Regions from separate parts of the Mus musculus genome. Here region 2 is linked to region 1. A link is a contact called in public HiChIP or PLAC-seq data. All regions are on one chromosome and are shown on one strand. The core of a region is the stretch at or near the end of the contact, and the rest is flanking DNA. Distances in the headings are between cores, read along the strand shown.

Region 1 (5,219 bases), core at 1,480-3,979:
ACTCATTATGTGGCAACGGACAGCAGTCAGATGGAACCTTTCTGCTTCCCTGTGTAGTCGGCACTATGAATTTATATTTTGATAGTTGATTTTGTAGCATTTCATGATTTTAGCATGCTGTATTTCCATTTCCTCTTGGCTAAGAATAATTCTCATTGTGATCCTTTTACCCCCTCTGGTTCACTGGCTGTTTTCTTAGGTAGGATTATTTTTGCTGTGAAGAACACCATGACCAAAAGCAAATTGAGGAGGAGAGGGTTTATGTAGCATACAATTCCAAATTTCAGTCCATTGTTGAAGGAAGCCTGGACAGGAACTCAAGCTAGACAGGAACCTGGAGGCAGGAGCTGATGCAGAGGCCATGGATGGGTGCTACTTACTGGCTTGCTCAGCCTGCCTTCTTATAGAACCCAGGACCACTACCCCAAGGATGACACTACCCACAGTGGGCTGGGTCCTCCTGTATCCATCACTAATTAGGAAAATGTGCTACAGCTAGATCTTAGGAAGGCATTTTTTTTTAAATTGAAGTTCTCTCCTCTCAGATGTGTGTCAAGGTAACATAAAACTGTCCAACACAGTTGTACTATACTGTATAAATACTCAGTCTCCAATGATTTGGGTCTTTCACAGGGCTTTTTGCTATCCATTTCTGACTTAATTCCATTATGGCTAGAACAAGACGTTTTGTAAGACTCGAATCTTTTAAAAATTTATCAAAACTCAAGATATGTCTTAGAATATGGTCTGTATTGGTCAATATGCTGCATATTCTGATTCTGCTCTAAGTGCATATAGAGTTGCATAAATGTTGGCCTGCTAGAGCTGGTTGTTGCTGCAGCTGGAGGCTTATCCGTCTGCATTTCCTATGTGCTCTGTAAACGTGTGTCTAAAACCTGCAACTTTTAGACTGTTTTTCTTTGACCAAGGCATTTTTTAAAAAATGGGTTTTCTGACTTGCATTTTGATGTCCTGCCATTCAGAGCCCAACAGGCAGGGTTGCTATGTTGTCTTGATGAGTTAACCCTTTCCCTGATGGGTCAAGCCTACTTGGTCTTTGGTAAGAGTGTCAGCTCTGAAATCAATTCTTCTGCTATGAGTGTGAATGCTCTAGCTCTTTCAGTTCTTCTTGTCCTTGTAATGTTTCGCCAGCAAAACACACTCGGACAACCAGATCCTTCTACGGCAAAGCTTTATTGCTTACTTATCAGGAAGACCTCGAATACAGGAAACTCAGTCCTTTTATAACCCACAAAGAGCGGTTGGAGAAGTGTCAGCTCCTGATTAGCTGCTCACTATCAGCCCAGATGACTGCCACGGGACAGGCAGGGCACAAGGCATGAAAAAATACCCCAGCATCATGCGCAGACTACTTGTTTACTAGTTAGAACACGGGATATCAGTGCCATCTTGTAATGGCGATTGCAAGGGCGGCTCCTCACAAGTTCTGATGACCTGTCACACCCTTTCCTGGCCACTCTGTTTGTCCCAGTGTTTTGGTGGCTCTTTTGCAGGTAGCCTCTGACTTTACACTGAATTGTTCAGGACTTTTGTGTTTTTCAAGCATGTAGAGAAAGGGAAGTGCTGCTACCTGCTCTGTACAAAAGCTGTTGCTGGTTTAGCTTCCAAAGAAGGGGCTGTACTCCCTGGAATCTTTCAAAAAATTACATATTCGTGTATTATGAATGTGTGTGTGTGTGTGTGTGTTTGCATGTGCCACAGAGTGTGTGCGGAGGTCAGAGGACATCTTGTCAGAGTTGGTTCATTCCTTTTCTCATGTGGGTCCTGGGGTCTTTAACTCAGGTAGTCAAGTCTGGTGGCAAGTACCTTTATTCATGGAACCATTTCACCTGTACCTACCTACCTCCTATAGTGTGTTCTCCATAGCAAAACACAGCTGCCGCCACCACCACCACCACCACCACCACCATCACCACAACCTCCTGCTTTCTCTGATTCTTTGGTTTATGTTACCTTCACGGTGTTTTTTATGTTTTATTTTTCTGGAATACTTCAATTCTGGTGTGTTTTGGTACCATCAGTATGTTTCATGCTATCTATTAGTCTCTTCAGTAATAGCCTCTGGCTTCTTACTTATTTGGGTTCAATTGGTGATTTTGTATGAATGGGTCGCCGTCAGGTGGTATCCCCTCAATGGTTTCCATTGCCCCTGACAACCCTGTGAGTACTCCCTGGAGAAGCTCATCCCTTAAGCCACTGTTGACATCTTCTCTTTGTTCTAGTGTCTTCTCTTCTGGAGTAGCAATCACCCACACTTGCTGGAAACTGAAGGCAGCAGGGTCCCCATGATGGCTTGGATTCTGTAGTCAGACGCCGGCCTGAGGGACCTGAGCTGACTTCTTGAGCCTTTGCTCTCCATCATTTATCCCTCATCTGCTTTTTCTCCCACTGCTTACAGACTCCAGGATGCTCTCCATAGGTGAAAGGGTCAGATAGTATCAGACGGACCTTTTGTGGGAAACATTTTATGGCTGGCTGGGGGTTCCCCTGTGTGAGGCCCAGACTCCTTGTCTGAAGTGGAAAGTGCTGCATCTTTTGCCAGATCCTCCCACCCGCTCACAGGTCAAATAATGGCTTTAGTTAGAAATACGGAAAAGTTTAGTTAATCCCTGCACCAAAACTTGCCACTAGGAAGGCAGCAGTGTAAACAGCGTGTGACTAATCCTTTCTTCAGAAGAGAGCAGTTCTGTGCAATTGTTTGCCCCGTGTTTACGAAGACACAGAGGTTTCCATAGATGCAGATCTCTGAGCAGCCGGCTATCCCCCGCCCCACTGTCTCCTTCTCCTTTCTGCTCCTTTTCTTCCCTACTGGCATTCCCTCCATTCCTCCGACCCCCTTCTGGTACTGCTGCCATACTGTCTGTGTGGCCAGTGACCTGCTACCAAACCCGATGGCCTTTGCTAATTCTGTGTATCTTGCTTCTTTGCAGCAATTTGTAAATAATCTTCTCTCCCTTCCTTTTTGAAACCCTTTCCTGCTCAATATTTCTAGACCTATATACTGTGTGGTTTTTAATCTCTTCTGATCCTCTATCTCTTCTCTTTATGTCCTATCTATCTGCCTATCTACCTGTCCACCCATCTGCCTATCTATCTATCTATCTATCTATCTATCTATCTATCTATCTATCTATCTATCTATCATCTATCTACCTATCTATCTTCATCATCATCATTTAAATGAGTCTTGGTTTATTCTGAGTTCCATATACAATGATTCTCAAGTTCACTACAAAACTAAGAGAATGGAGATGTGGCTCAGTTGGTAGAGTGCTTGAATACCACACATGAAGCTTTGGGTTTGAATCCCAGCAATGCAGAAGCCGAGTGATTTTGAACATACTTGTAAATCCAGTAGGAGTGTGTGTGGGGTGGAAGAACCTGAAACTAGATAGATCACGGACTCTGTGGGAGGAGCTGTTTTCTTAAATACGAGTCTTGTACTCTTTCAGAGGACATGAAGATTTATGCCATCCTTAACTGTATGCCAGAAAGCAGAGAAGTTAGGCTGCCAACCAAGTGTGATTCACCCTCCTCAAAACTGTGAATGGGTCTCACATAGCCAAGGTTGGCCTTGAACTCATATAGCAGAGGATGTCCCGGAACTTGTACCTTTTGATCTCCCACCTGTGGGACTAGATAGGTATGTGCTATCACAGTCAACGTCTGTGCTGTTGGGGTACAGGTCAGAGGAGATCCCAGCACTGAAGGGGGAAGTTGACACTAAGTCCCACCCCTAACTAAGAAGCTCATTGCAGCTGATGCCAGTGGGTAAGGGAAAAATCCGGTTTCTCCAATGGAGTGTCACTGAATATGTCAACCACATGTCCGAGAAAGATTCTCTACCCAGTAGTAGCTGGACAACACAAAGCAGACCCCATGTTTGTCTTTTTCTGTACTGTTTTGTTTTGTCTTGGACACTTTTTTCTTTGTCTCTTTGTTTTAGTTCTGATTTTGACTTTTGATTTTTTCTGAGAGAGAGAATGAAGATGACATTGGGTAGGTAAGGAGGTAGGGAGGATCTGGGAAAGAAAAGAATGTGGTCAAAAACGTATTGCACAAGAATAAATTTTCAATAGAGAGAGAGAGAGAGAGAGAGAGAGGAAGAAGAAGAAGAAGAAGAAGAAGAAGAAGAAGAAGAAGAAGAAGAAGAAGAAGAAGAAGAAGACAAATCTTAATTGTGAAAAAAATTGTGTCTACAAAATAAGCTGCGAAAACTTTCTACTGACATGACATTAAGAAAGGGCGTTGATTCTATGTAACCTGGTGCACTATGCTATCAATCGCAGCACTTGGGAGACAGAAACAGATGGATCTCTGTGAGTTGCAGGCCAGCCTGGTCTACAGAGTGAGTTCCAGGACATCAGAGCTATGTAGAGCGACCCTATCTCAAACAGACCAACAAAAGATTAATTTTTTTAGAAGAATTCTTTTTTTTTATTACATATTTTCCTCAATTACATTTCCAATGCTATCCCAAAAGTCCCCCATACCCTCCCCCCCCCCACTTCCCTACCCACTCATTCCCATTTTTTTTGGCCCTGGCGTTCCCCTGTACTGGGGCATATACAGTTTGCGTGTCCAATGGGCCTCTCTTTCCAGTGATGGCCGACTAGGCCATCTTTTGATACATTTGCAGCTAGAGTGATAAATCCCCTTTCTCATAGGATATCTACACAATTAAATGTGGCTATCTCCCAAGACTGTTTGATTCCATGCTTTCCAATCAAAGACTAAAAAATAAAATCTTTTCATATTTATTGTAGTTTCTGTGTGCACATGCATGCCATAGCATGGGCGTGGAGGTCCAAGGACAAGTTGCAGAAGTTTGGTTTTCTTTCTCCTTATGTGAGAACTAAACTTAGCTCATCAGCTGTGGCCTCAGCGCCTTTCTTGGCTCATCTTTTTCCTGGTTCACTTTTTAAGATTTTACTCATTTTATGCAGATGAGTGCACTGCCATTCATATGCCCGATGTGTTCAGACACACCACCAGAAGAGGGCATCAGGTCCCTCAAATAGTTGTGAGCCACCATGTGGTTGCTGGGAATTGAACTCAGGACCTCTGGAAGAGCAGTCAGTGCTCTTAACCACTGAGCCATCTCTCCAGCCCTCTGGTTCATTTTTTAGTTTTTTTTCCTTTTTTTTTTCCATTTTTTTTAACAGTTTTGATTTTTGAGGGGGCTTGCTCCTTAGAAC
Region 2 (5,219 bases), core at 1,916-4,415, 750 kb after region 1:
GTCTCCTCAATTTTAAAAAGTCCTTAAGAAACTTAGTATAATTCTTTTCTGCAGGGTTCTTCTTTTGGTGCCAAACAGGCAGATTCACAAAAGTGCAATCTCTGACAGTTTTAATAGTAGGAATTCGTAGAATGAACTTGTGTGTGTGCATTTGTATGTGCCTGGGTATATATAATAAATTGAAATTTATTTTTTTATACAATTTAAGTAGACTTTTACTGTTAAATTGGGAAGGAAGAATGAGAATTTTTTGGTATATGTGTATATACATGTATTAATGTTCTCAAGTGTATTGACCTGTGTTGTGGCATATGTGCATGCATATGCACTTGCATGTGGAGGCCTGAGGATGATCTAGACAATCTTTTCCCATTACTCTTCTTTTTCACCTAGTAAAGGTCTTTCAATGGAACCCAGGGCTTGCCAACCTGTCCCAGGTTTCCACTGTTTCTGACTTCCACTATCATCACCACTGTAGCCCTGAAATTAAAGAGTAGCATCCATGTTGTGGTTTGGCCAGTTGCCATGTATTGTAATGTCAAATACAGGCCCCCAAGATCTGTTTGTCCCCAAACATGAGGATGCTGAATGGTGTTATATAACCTTGCTCCTCAATTTAAAACTATTGGTTGAATAAAGATGCCTATAGCCTGAAGCTGGGCAGAAGAGAAGCATGCAGGGCTTCGGTTCCTGGGCTTAGTTAGGGTCTGAGCCAGAGAGCAGGGGGAGAGGAGGGAAGAGAGGAGGAAAGAAGAGGACACAATGAGGTAGGTCGATCGTGGGAACATGGTTAGTTGGAGTAGGAGTGTCCCAGGCTCCTACTTGGCAAGTTATATCTAGGGGTTCTTGATGGGAGAGTAGACAAAAAAGACGTTGGATTGAGATATGACCAGCTGTAGTGCTTTTAAAGTTTATTATAAATATAAAAGTTTTGTGTCTTTTATTTGATCAAATAATGGTCAAAGGTGGGGAAGAACCCCCCAATTAGTTTTTTACTACAATGCATGAATGTGGCTTCTGAGAATCTAAGCCTCAGTTTACATGTTTTCATGGCAGTGCTTCATCTGCCAAGCCATCTCCCCAGCCAGGGGTGAATAGTTTAATTACATGTGACACTCAATATGGGTTTGTGACTCAAACAAATGTTCTCTGAGTGTGAGATGGAGTGACAGGGGAGAAGTCCCTAGGGGGACTGGTTGGTTCCTTCTCAGTTCTCACAACTCAGTCTGTGACAACTGGTGTATTAAACTTCCTTGACCATGTCTTGACTAACTTTCTTTTTGGTGTGGTGGCTACTTAAGAAAGCTGCCTGCAAAAGGAGACTGACACTAATAAAAGTAGAAAGAAATCTCTTAAAAGGAAATAGTATCAGAAGAGAAGAGAAAATATAAAATAAATGATGTATCATCATTTAACTTAGAAACAGAAAAAAAATGAAGCTCTGAAGATTTTTTTTGTCATAATGAATAAGCTCATAAACCAAATTTATGTTGTCATCCTTTATAGAAAAGTATCTGAATCTTAACAGAAGAGACATGATGGGCCTGTGTGTAAAAGGAGAATGCAAAGAAATATTCCATTTGGGTTTGAATCAGAACCATAAACAATAAATGGTGAGAGAAAGGCTACCCAGGTCAAATCACCTGAGCGTGTTAGAGAAAGTACCCAAGGAGCTAAAGGGGTCTACAACCCTATAGGTGGAACAAAAATATGGACTAACCAGTACCCCCCAGAGCTCGTGTCTCTAGCTGCATATGTATCAGAAGATGGTCTAGTCTGCCATCATTGGAAAGAGAGGCCCATTGGTCTTGCAAACTTTATATACTTCAGTACAGGAGAACGCCGGGGCCAAGAAGTGGGAGTGGGTGGGTAGGGGAGTGGGGGGAGGGTATGGGGGGGCTTTTGGGATAGCATTGGAAATGTAAATAAAGAAAATAACTAATAAAAAAAAGCAGGGCTTTCTCTCCCTGGTGACAACAAAGGAAATCACATGGACTTAAATGTGGTGTTGCTGCACTGGAGAAGGAGATAGCCAAATGGTAGGGACCTGAAAGTGGAAGGATGCCCATCTGCAGAACCATCAGAAAAAGTCCAAACCCAACTGAGACCTTTCTATCTTATTGATATCTTATTAATTGACACCTTAGTAAAAAAATAACCAGTCAATCCTGCCTGGATTTCTGACTTAGATACTGTTGTCCTTTGTCAAGGTGTGGACATGGATGTGAACATAATGGGCCAAATTTAGCCACCTGTGCCCTCTAAGTCCCAGGTGGATTAGTGCAGTAGCTATGTACACCTTCTTCTGAGAGCAGCGAAACAGAATCATCCTTTCTACCTCTGATCCAGGTAAAAGGGTGTATGCTATGAAAACTGGAGTTCCATGGGAAAGCTGCTCTGGCCACTGGTTGCCACAGTGAGCCACAGAAAGATGTTAACTGTATCTACAGAAGGACACCAAACAGTCTTTGTTCTAGTGAATTGCTTTTGGACTGAAGTTAGATCAATAATGCTACAAACAAAGTCAGTCATTAGAGAAAAAAGTCAATAGTAATGTATTGTGAAATCTCCATTGCTTTACTATAATTCATTTTGGGGGACTCTTTTTATCATAATCTCTGAGTTTAGCTGTTCAGCCATAATAACGTGGGTTGTGTCAGTCTTGAGTGGGTTTCAATTGCATAAGTCCTGAACTGACTTGGCGCCCATCCTTGTGCTTAGTCATCAAGCAAGAAAGCAAACAAAGGGTTTTTGCAGAAGTCATGGAGGAAGCTTGGCTTTCATACAAGAGAGTGGTCATATGTGGGGAAAGGATGGTGGCAGTAGAGAGAACAGAATAAAGAAATGACCTCACGGACCAAACACCTGAATGCTGCTCCCATTCCCACCGTGGACATGCTAGACAGTCTTGTGATTTTTATGATTTAATACCTTTAATCTGTGTGTTTAAGTGTGTACATGTATGTATGTATGTATGTATGTATGTATGTATGTATGTATGTAAATATTTGTATGCGAGCCTGCATTTGTTTGTCAATGTAGGCATGTGTCCCACAGTATACATGTGAAAATGAGCATACAACCTCAAGGGTTAGTCCTTACCTGTTATCTTGTTTGAGACAGAGTCTTTTTCTTTTGTTTGCTATCCACATCTGCATAGCCCTTGGTAGCTGGCCTGAAAGATTCTGGAATTACCACCTCACCACAGGCGTATTGGCATTGAGGACACATACTACCTTGCTTAGCTTTATATGGGCTCTGGGCAGCTGAACTAAAGTCTTCAAGCTTGGGCAGCAAGCACTTTATCCACTGAGTCACCTCCCCAGCCCTGATTTTATTATTTTGGCTCAGCTCCCCGAGCGTCTCCATTTCCCTATCTGTGGAATGTTTATTTTAAGTAGGGGAATCAGAGGGCAAATCTAGATATAATCAACTGAATCCACACTCCATCAGCGATGTGAAGGAAACAGAGTGCTCAGGTACAGAGATTGGCCCAGTTACCTGATAGACAAAGAATAGCATTCAGGGCATGATTTAACCATTTCAATGTGACATAACAGTTGACGGTGAATTCATGCCTGATGGCAGAGTAGGTTAGGTATTGAGAGTTAGAGGAGTAGTTGAACATTTCTATTTATCTGTACAACCTTGATCATTAGATTTTCTAAACTTAAAAAACTGAAAAAAATGAACAGAGGTGAATTTTGACTAGATGCTGTGATTTTGCAAGCCTCCCTTAGAGTGCAGTTGACAATGATCTATAAACCAATACTGTTGATTGTTTCTAATGTCCATTCGATTAACAATTAATAAAAATAGCTTTTAATGTAATAATTCTGATGCCATTACCTTATGCAAATATTTCCTATCATAATTATGGCGAACAAGTAAGAAATGATCAAATCTCTACATTTGGTCAATTAGTGAGTTTGAGAGTAGAATTTTTATGGATAATTACTACAAAGTACCTTAGACTACAGAGTTCTAAAAATGGGCCATATTAACAGGACAGTGACCCCTTAAGCCATTGCAATGTTGCAATGGAAACATCTATGTCTATGATGGGTGGACATAATGTCTCTAAATTTAGATAAAAGCTTCCTTTCTCTCTTGTTTCATTTATCATAGCTTTTTTGCTTTTTTTTTTTTTTACAGTATTTTAAAGGCTGATACAAAAAAAAAAAAAAAGGACATGAGATCTTTAAAACACAAAATTGCAATCCATTGTCCTGTTTTCAATTGTGTTCTGGTTTAGACTTTTTTAGAGGAGGCTGTTTCTTTAAACTCTCTCTTGCCCTATTTGAGATTAATCTGCGGCAACACCTGCTAATATAACTGGACCTTCCATGGCACTAATGTGAATCACTTAGCTATTTAAAAAATGAGAGGGAGTAGCTTTCACCCCTTTGGCCATGTGCTAGGTTTAAACACTTACTTTGTCAAACCTTAGCAGGCAGCCTAAGTGAGGGCACTGCAGAGGAGATGATGAACAGACCTGAGAAAGCTGCAAGCATCTATGACACCCCTGAAGGTGAAATTCACCAAACTCCTGCTGTTTCAGTTTCTAAAAGTGAACACAGATTTTGGCACTGCTTAAACCCACCTTTCCCCCTCAAACCTTACAGAATCGAGGGGAAGAGAAAGGCAGAGAATTGGAACAGATGCTGACACAGCTGGAGACAGACCCTGAAATATATAATTGTACCCAATTTAGTTACTAAATGTGGGGTGCTTATAGACACTGTGTTGTTAAAGAAGTAATAGACTTTTTATTGCCACTAAGGCTGAAATGAGCAAGTCTTTTGATCATTTTGCCTAGATTAACTGGTAATGAATCAATTAGCAAACACTAAGTTCAGACTGTCACCTAGTTAGTAATTGGTGTATAAATCCACCATCACAGTAAAAAGGGTCTAGTATCTATGTAAGATATCTCTCTCTTCTCTCTCTCTCTTTCTTCTCTCTCTCTCTCTCTCTCTCTCTCTCTCTCTCTCTCACACACACACACACACACACACACACACACACACATACACACACACACACACACACACACACACACACACACAGAAGGGGTTTGCGGGAAGGAGAGGGGCATGAATGCACACACACACATCACACATACACATGTACACATGTGCACATACACCATATATATTAAGTAAAACTTATAGCTATTCGTTGTGTGTGTTTAATATATGTAAGCCCAGGGGAGTTTT

What was found. HiChIP or PLAC-seq counts read pairs in DNA pulled down with a chosen protein or histone mark.
Region 2: a FOXA1 HiChIP or PLAC-seq map of pancreatic cancer cells shows a contact between it and region 1. The contact joins two enhancer-like sites. A contact is called at or near these places in 1 of 15 datasets of contacts at CTCF or cohesin (the NIH/3T3 cell line) and 1 of 115 datasets of contacts at active chromatin or transcription factors (pancreatic cancer cells).

Annotation. Positions count from the first base shown.
Region 1 is chr17:75,141,647-75,146,865 of GRCm38.p6, forward strand. The region is part of intron 3 of Ltbp1 (latent transforming growth factor beta binding protein 1); the gene reads left to right. Among named protein-coding and RNA genes, the nearest start is that of Ltbp1, 140 kb to the left of the region's middle. Within about 2 kb of position 2,730, at least 15 of the 459 cell types and tissues checked have an H3K27ac peak or open chromatin away from gene starts, as enhancers often do. A contact at or near this core is called in pancreatic cancer cells, where this site is marked.
Region 2 is chr17:75,889,051-75,894,269 of GRCm38.p6, forward strand. No RefSeq gene overlaps it. Among named protein-coding and RNA genes, the nearest start is that of Gm4710, 31 kb to the left of the region's middle. Within about 2 kb of position 3,166, at least 12 of the 459 cell types and tissues checked have an H3K27ac peak or open chromatin away from gene starts, as enhancers often do. A contact at or near this core is called in pancreatic cancer cells, where this site is marked.